Regions from separate parts of the Mus musculus genome. Here region 2 is linked to region 1. The links are chromatin contacts, called in public HiChIP or PLAC-seq maps. All regions are on one chromosome and are shown on one strand. Each heading gives the region's core, a stretch centred on a gene start, on an enhancer-like site or on the middle of the called end of the contact. The rest is flanking DNA. Distances are from core to core; before and after follow the strand shown. Region 1 holds the start of B230217C12Rik (RIKEN cDNA B230217C12 gene). Region 2 holds the start of Grb7 (growth factor receptor bound protein 7).

Region 1 (3,303 bases), core at 607-3,106:
CTCCACAGGGTAGTCTGGCAGGCAGCGGGAGGCAGTCTTCCCTCTCCCGTCTCCCAGCTCTGGGATGGCCCGTCCCCAGCCAGCTTGATGGCAAACACTGCAGCCTCTTTGCTCCTGGGAAGGCATCTGTGCTGAGCAATACAGCACCGCTGGACCCTGACTCCTGGTCGGCAGCCACCTGGCCAGAGGCTTTGTGGAGAGGGGCATTTCCTACCTGGGTTTCACGTGAAAGCATTCTCTGGACTCCCTCCGGAACAGCAGGGAGAGGCAAGGGCTAAGTGTAATCTGAGTGAGCTGAGTGTGGGGAGTGCTCCAGGCAGGGGAAGGACCTAGCAGCGTTCGAGTTTCCCAAGAGCAGCCCAAAAGCCTGTGACCCAGTGTGGCCTTGTCTGCTGGACTCGCCTGCTCAGGAGGGCTCCCCTCTTGAGAGTGGACTAAGTTCCTGTTAGAAAGGGTGTTACTGGCCGGGCGCAGTGGTGCACGACTTTAATCCCAGCACTCGGGAGGCAGAGGCAGGTGGATTTCTGAGTTTGAGGCCAGCCTGGTCTACAAAGTGAGTTCCAGGGCTGCAGGGAAACCCTGTCTCAAAAAACCAAAAAAAAAAAAAAAAAAAAAAAAAAAAAAAAAGAAAAGAAAAAAGAAAGGGGGTTATTAAGATCTCAAGGTCTAGACCCTTCAAAGAAAATATTTGGGGAGAGTCTAAGAATGCCAGACCTTAGAAACTGACCTATAGAAATCCTTTCCTTTTTAATAAACAGTTGGTACACAACACAAAGCAGAAAGAATCAAAATACATCGCAGTGGGTGTGGGTTTTTTTTTTTTAATGTGATTGTTTATGTATGTGTGTGTACACCAAAGGGCATGTGTGGACATCACAGGACAACTAACAGAAAGGAGTCCTTGTCTTTCCACTGTGGGCCCCAGGGATTGAACTCAGGTCCTCAGGTTTGGTGTACAACACCATTACCCCTTGAGCCCTATCATTGAGTTTTTGTAAGATTCGGTCCCTCAGAAGAAACCACATGAAAGCCAGCTGTAATGGCAGTGCTCAGAGGCTGAGAGGTAGAGTCAGGAGAATCCAGTCAAGGGCCAGCCTGGGCTAACTGAGACTCCCTCAAGACAAAATAAAACAACAACAATAATTAATAATAATACAAAAAGAAACAACAAAACCATGCTTGGATTTGCATCTCTAGACACTAGGAGCGGGTGTGAGTGGGTTTTTTGCTGTTTTCTCTGATGACGACACGAGGTAAATTCAGAAGATCCAGAGAAAACAAACGGGGGAAACTGGCACCACAGAAGGGAAGGAGAGACCTCATGTGACACAAATGAGCTTGGGCTCTGAGGATCTCCCAGACCAACAAGGCAAGCCAGCGTCTGGTGGAATGTGAGAGGCTCGCTTTGACTCCTGCCCCCTATTGACAAGTTGTTAAATTTATCACGCAAGCTCCTGACCACCCTTGAGCTCAGGCTTTAAAAGACTTCAGACTGGTTGAAATGACCCCCAGCACAGTGAGAAAACTCAGATCCATGCCCAGGGTCGCCCTACCCCCACCCCTCGCCTCCTGAGACTCACATGAGACCTTCCTCTATGTTCTCTGAACTAGGTAATGGCCCACAAAACTGGCAACAATTTGTCTTCTGAGATAGATTACCAGAGATGTGTGAGAGGGAGAAGGAAAAAGGAAGGCAGAAAAATCCATTCCTAAGGAGTCTGTAGAGATCCTCCGCTCACACCTTCCGGAGCAGCCCACTCAGTGCAGAAACTGTATCTAAATAGAGATAGCGGTTTTTTTGTTTTGTTTTTTTTTTTCCACACAAAGGGGCGGGGCTGGCTTCCTGGGAAGAAATTAAACCTCTCCGGTTTTGCCTGGTCTAAAAGTAGCTGTTCCCTGGTTACCCACCGTGGACTTTGTGATTGGCTGGCCGTGATGGTGGAGGTGGAGAGTAAGTTGCTGATGGGGTTGCAGCATCCCTTAGCTTCAGGTCCCCGGGAGGGGGAGGGAACAGGAAGCGGGAGGGAAGAGGAGCCATTTCTCCGCGCTGACCGACCTCCACGCTTGCAGCTCCCACTTCCCCGGAATCGAGGGGACTCCTCTGCTTGTACTGAGCCATGCTGGATATTTTCATCCTCATGTTCTTTGCCATCATAGGCCTGGTGGTTCTGTCCTACATAATTTACCTTCTCTAGTGGCCTGGCGCTGCAGGGGCTGCGAGGGGAAGGATGGAGCTGAAGGGCCGAGCATCCTGCTTGCTGACGCACCGGTGGAGTTTTGCTTCTGGTCATTATTCGGGTATTGATTAAAAAAAAAAAATGAAAAGAAAGCTTGTTTTTGTATCTATTTGTCATACACATTGACGTAGCATTTCTTGGATCAATGTGAAAAGAATAAGAAAGGCCAGCTTTCTTTGGGAATTGATTTAAAATGTTATTTCTTAAAAATAAACATCACTACAAATAAGTAAATAAATAAATATAAATAAAATGCACTAGGTTTTAGGTAGGATGGGAGGGAGTGTGCTGGGGGGTGGAGGGGGACAGACTATTATTTCCTAATTTCCTTCCAGGTAGATGCAAAACCAAGTTGTCCATTCTCTCCTGACAATGACTACAGTACATCCTTATGTGTGGACAAGGCAGTTTTCAAATCTGCTGGCATAATTGTATTCATTAATTCACTGCTGCGCCATAACTGCATTCATTAGTTCACTAGTGATTAACTCCCACTTGAGAAAAAATAGCAAATGAAACCTACTTGGGGTAAGGGGTGAGGGAGATGCCCACTTTCCCCAGTTGTGTAGAGGAATGGGGAGGATTCTCAGAACTCCTGCTAGTTCCTGACCAGTAGGGGTACCCCTGCTGCAGTTTGCAGCTGACCATTGTTTTTGGGTTTCCCACAGCTCCTGTGTCGGGTCCAGCAAGAGGCCTCTCACCACCAGCAGCAATCCTGAGGCCCAACTGATCTCTTCCAGTGTATCCGGATGTGGCTGACCCTTGGCACGAAGGCATTCTGTGAGGCAGGGGCACTCCTGGGGACATCAGGAGTTAGTCCAAGAATGCCAGCCACTGGCAGCTGCTGCATGCGATTGAGCTGTAGACAGGGACTATTCAGAATATGGAAGATTGGAACAGTGAAGTCAGAGTGGAGACTGCCCAAACATTCATATGGACAGCCTTTCCTTAGGTCTAAATGCAACTGCACACGATGCTAAAATATTCTTTGCTTTCTGCTTCACAAGCAGGCGTTCCCTTGTAACCTCAAGGGCAAACACTGATCAGTAATTTACAGTTTGTACAG
Region 2 (3,792 bases), core at 839-3,338, 610 kb after region 1:
GGCATGTGCACATAAATAAAAACAGAAGTCTTTGTAAAAGAAATGGAGGGCTGGAGAGATGTCTCAGTGGCTAAGAGCACTAACTGCTTTTTTTCAGAGGTCCTGAGTTCAATTCCCAGCAACCACATGGTGGCTCACAACCATCTGTAATGGGATCTGATGCCCTCTTCTGAGGTGTCTGAAGACAGCTACAGTGTACTCACATATTATAAAGATCCTTGAAAGGAAGGAAGGAAGGAAGGAAGGAAGAAAGAAAGAAAGAAAGAAAGAAAGAAAGAAAGAAAGAAAGAAAGAAAGAAAGAAAGAAATGGAGCCAGGCATGGTGGCACATGACTGTAATAATCCCACCACTAGAGAGGCAGGAGGCAGAGGCAGGCTGATCTCTGTGAGTTCGAGAGCATCTTTGTAGGCCAGCCTGGTCTACAAAACAAGTTCCAGGACAGCCAGGGCTGTTACAGGGAAAAACCCTATCTTGAAAAACAAAAGACAGACAGACAGACAGACAGGAAGGGAGGGAGGGAAGGGGGAGAGAGAGAGAGAGAGAGAGAGAGAGAGAGAGAGAATATCACTCATTCAGCTGGAGTCTGGCTTTCCTCCAGCTCAGCCTTCTACATAGTGATCTTTTTTCAGAGTGCAGCCCTGCACTCCTGGCAGGGTCTGGCTTCTGCCCACTCCTCCTGCCAGTCTGGACAAACAGGATGGATGGCTCTCAAACCTGGTTTGCAAAACAGCCACCTGAGGGCTTGTCAATATCTCACATTCCTGGGGCTCTGCCTCCTCAGTGCTTTGAGACTCTGGTAGCTGAGGAGGGGCCCACGGGTCTGCTCTTTCCAGAGCAGCTTAAGAGACTGTGTTCCCCCCTTTTAAGAGCTGCAGTGTTTTCCCTCCACCCCTCCCGTACCTGCAAGACCTGCCCAGACTACCTGATGGCCTCCGTTCCTGTCCACCCCCACTCTCTTCTGCATTCCCTCCCAGCAGCTGCTTCTCCACACTGGGGGTCCACCATGGCAGGTTAACCCCTCTGGTTCCCACTCACTGCCAGGTCCTCCCTGGCTTTGTTTTCATGGCCTTCCCTGCCTCCTGTGAGTCACTCACCTGGCAAACTTGTCACCTGTCATTTCTTATTTGTGTGACTCTTAAAGGTCAGTCTCCCCGACTGGGTTGCAGCCAGCAAAGGGCGGGTCTGTTTTTGTTGTTTTGCTCTGTATACCCAGCGCCAAGCACAGGTCTGCTAGGTTGGAAATGAGGAAATTGTCTCCTGCAATTTGTTCAAATTGCTTCCTGGCCCAAGCAACCTGCCCCTTCCTCACCTTTTTGCTTTGCTCTATTCATACTAGTCTGTCTGATGTCTGTCTGTCTGTCGTCACTCTGTTTTTGAAACAGGGCTTCTCTGTACAGTCCTCACTGTCCATGTAGACCATGCTGGCCTCGAACTCACAGAGATCCACCTGCCCCTGCCCCTAGAGAGCTGGGATTAAAAGGCACACACTTCCACGGTGGCTTTCCACATTAGTTTTTCAAGCGGAAAAGCTAAGGGAGGCTGTGCTTCCTCAGGGCAGACCCCTTATCGCCCCAGTGGCTTGTTTGTTTTCTTAACTCTTAGCCATAGGAAGCTGGGAGGTGGCCCGCTGCCTTTGATCTGGGGACTCTCAACCCCTCTTCCTGATCCTCCAATGTTTGCTGTGAGCTGAACCAGAAAGCTGGAGTAACTGCTGTAATAGAAGCCATCTGCATCAGGCCACAACGGTCACCAGAACTGTGGCCCCTCCCACTAGGCCACCTTGCCACTCTTAAACTTGAAACTAGGAAGGTGAGACCCTGGACTTGCCTCGGAAGAGAGGGTGCACCTTGGGTATTTTAGCAGGGCCAGGACAACAGCCTGGGCGGCTGGACTGTGGTTGGAGGTCAAAGGGCAGAGCACCTCTTCTGGCTTCCCTTTTAAGCCCAGTGCCCTTTGCCCTAGGGGGTGAGATCCGAGCTGAAGACGGCCCCCTAGCTTGACCAATGAACTGACCATCATTGGAATGGGACGAGTAGGAGTGGGCGGGACCATTCGCGTTTAACAAACAGCCTCCAAACTCCCCTTCCCATGTAGTCAGGATTCTAGATTTTTCTCTGTCCAGCCTGTTCTCTCCGGGGCACCTGCTCTCTCTCTCTCTCTCCCTCTCTCCTAGCACCTGCTGCTCAGTAGGAAGGGCAAGAGCAATTCGAGGCGGTGCATTGTGAGGAGTCTCCACCCCTCCTCCTGCGCTTCCTTCTCCAGGGAGCCTCTCAGGCTCCGCCCTTACCTGCCCGAGATAATTTTAGTTTCCCTGGGCCTGGAATCTGGATACGCAGGGCTCGCTCTATATTCTCCCGCCTCAACATTCCAAAGGCGGGATAGCCTTTCTACCATCTGTAGAGAAGAGAGAAAGGATTCGAAATCAAATCTAAGTGTCTGGGATCTCTAGACAGAGCCAGACTTTGGGCCGGGTGTCCGGCTCCTTCTGTTGGAGGTGCTCCAGGTAAGCCGACCGAGATCGGTCTTAGATAATCTGCTCCTACCCCCAGCCTCACCGAGGGCCCCAGGTTGTGCCTGCATCGAGCGGATCTGGCCTGCTGCCCAGTTAGATGGCCGGGAGGCTGCCACGCTCTCCCCCCTGACCGCCCTCTCTCGGCGAGGTCAGGCCAGAGGCGGGGGGTGGGGGTGGGGGTGGGGGAGAAGGGGGGTGGGTGATAGTTAAGGCCTGGAATCTTCCTCCCTAAACCGGTGGCCTCAGGCAGGTGAGCTATGGTCTGGGTAAAGGCGGAAGCGGGAACTTCATCTTGGGGGATGGGATGGGATGGGATGGGATGCAAGTTAGGTCTGGGTCCCTAAGGAAAGAGTCACACTCCTGATGCTCTCTGCGCTGCATTGTTTGTTTTGTTTGTTGCTTGGCATCACCAATCCTTCCCCTTCCTCATCTTGCTCCCTGAGACCCGAGGTAAGGTCTCTCCATCACCTGAAATCTTGACTTTCCGGCTAAAACTAGTTCTTACCCAACACCAGTTAGTAGGGGGTGCTAGATCCGGAGGTTGCCCTTCAATACCTTATTGAGCTCAGTTTACTACAATCTGGGGTTCCCATTCGGAGGGGAGTAAGGGAGAGCGACTCCCGCAATGGTTGGAACTGCATCTCTCCACGTTGTGGTCCCATCTCCGATACGGAAGCTCAGCAGGCTGCGGATCCCTCCTGGCTGCAAATGAGTGTGGACAAAGAAAGCTAGAGGGGTGGGTGTAGTGTGAAGGTCTGCAGTTCGGGGCCTGGAAAACAGTGTATGGCCGGGTATGTGGGCCTGCCTGAGGCTGAAGTTGGGGGAAAGACCTAGTTAGGTCTGGGTTTTCATGGTAGGATGGAGACAGAGTGCATCTGAGGGACAGCTGATAGTATTTTCAACCTTTTCTCCCTCTTTTCCCCCCAAGAATGCAATGCCTTCTGGGTCATGAGTCTGTCTAGCTTGGACTCTGCTCTCCCCCAATAGCGCGTGCTAATGTGTGTGTGTGTGTGTGTGTGTGTGTGTGTGTTTGTGTTCTCCCCGAAGGCAAACTAATGATTAACTCTACAGAGAACTCTAGCATTCTTCCCAAATTAAACATTAAAAGAGTTGTCCCGCCCGCTTTATTTCATTGGATGTTCCCACCCCCCCCCCAACCCCGGCGGAATGGGTGGAGCATCAACTTTGGGTCAACTCAGGGTTTCCTACCTCCCCACCTGCTCCCGGTACCCGGAAAGGTTAAGCCCCCCCCCCCCCCCACTTCCCTCCCCAAGTCCTG

What was found. HiChIP or PLAC-seq counts read pairs in DNA pulled down with a chosen protein or histone mark.
Region 2: an HNF4G HiChIP or PLAC-seq map of pancreatic cancer cells shows a contact between it and region 1. The contact joins the promoter of Grb7 here to the promoter of B230217C12Rik in region 1. A contact is called at or near these places in 1 of 39 promoter capture datasets (cranial neural crest) and 1 of 115 datasets of contacts at active chromatin or transcription factors (pancreatic cancer cells).

Annotation. Positions count from the first base shown.
Region 1 is chr11:97,839,279-97,842,581 of GRCm38.p6, forward strand. B230217C12Rik (RIKEN cDNA B230217C12 gene) reads left to right here and starts at 1,857. Exons shown (of 3, transcript NR_169086.1): 1 at 1,857-1,951; 2 at 2,196-2,298; 3 at 2,906-3,303.
Region 2 is chr11:98,444,746-98,448,537 of GRCm38.p6, forward strand. Grb7 (growth factor receptor bound protein 7) reads left to right here and starts at 2,089. Exons shown (of 15, transcript NM_010346.2): 1 at 2,089-2,504. It also overlaps a transcript of Mien1 not described here.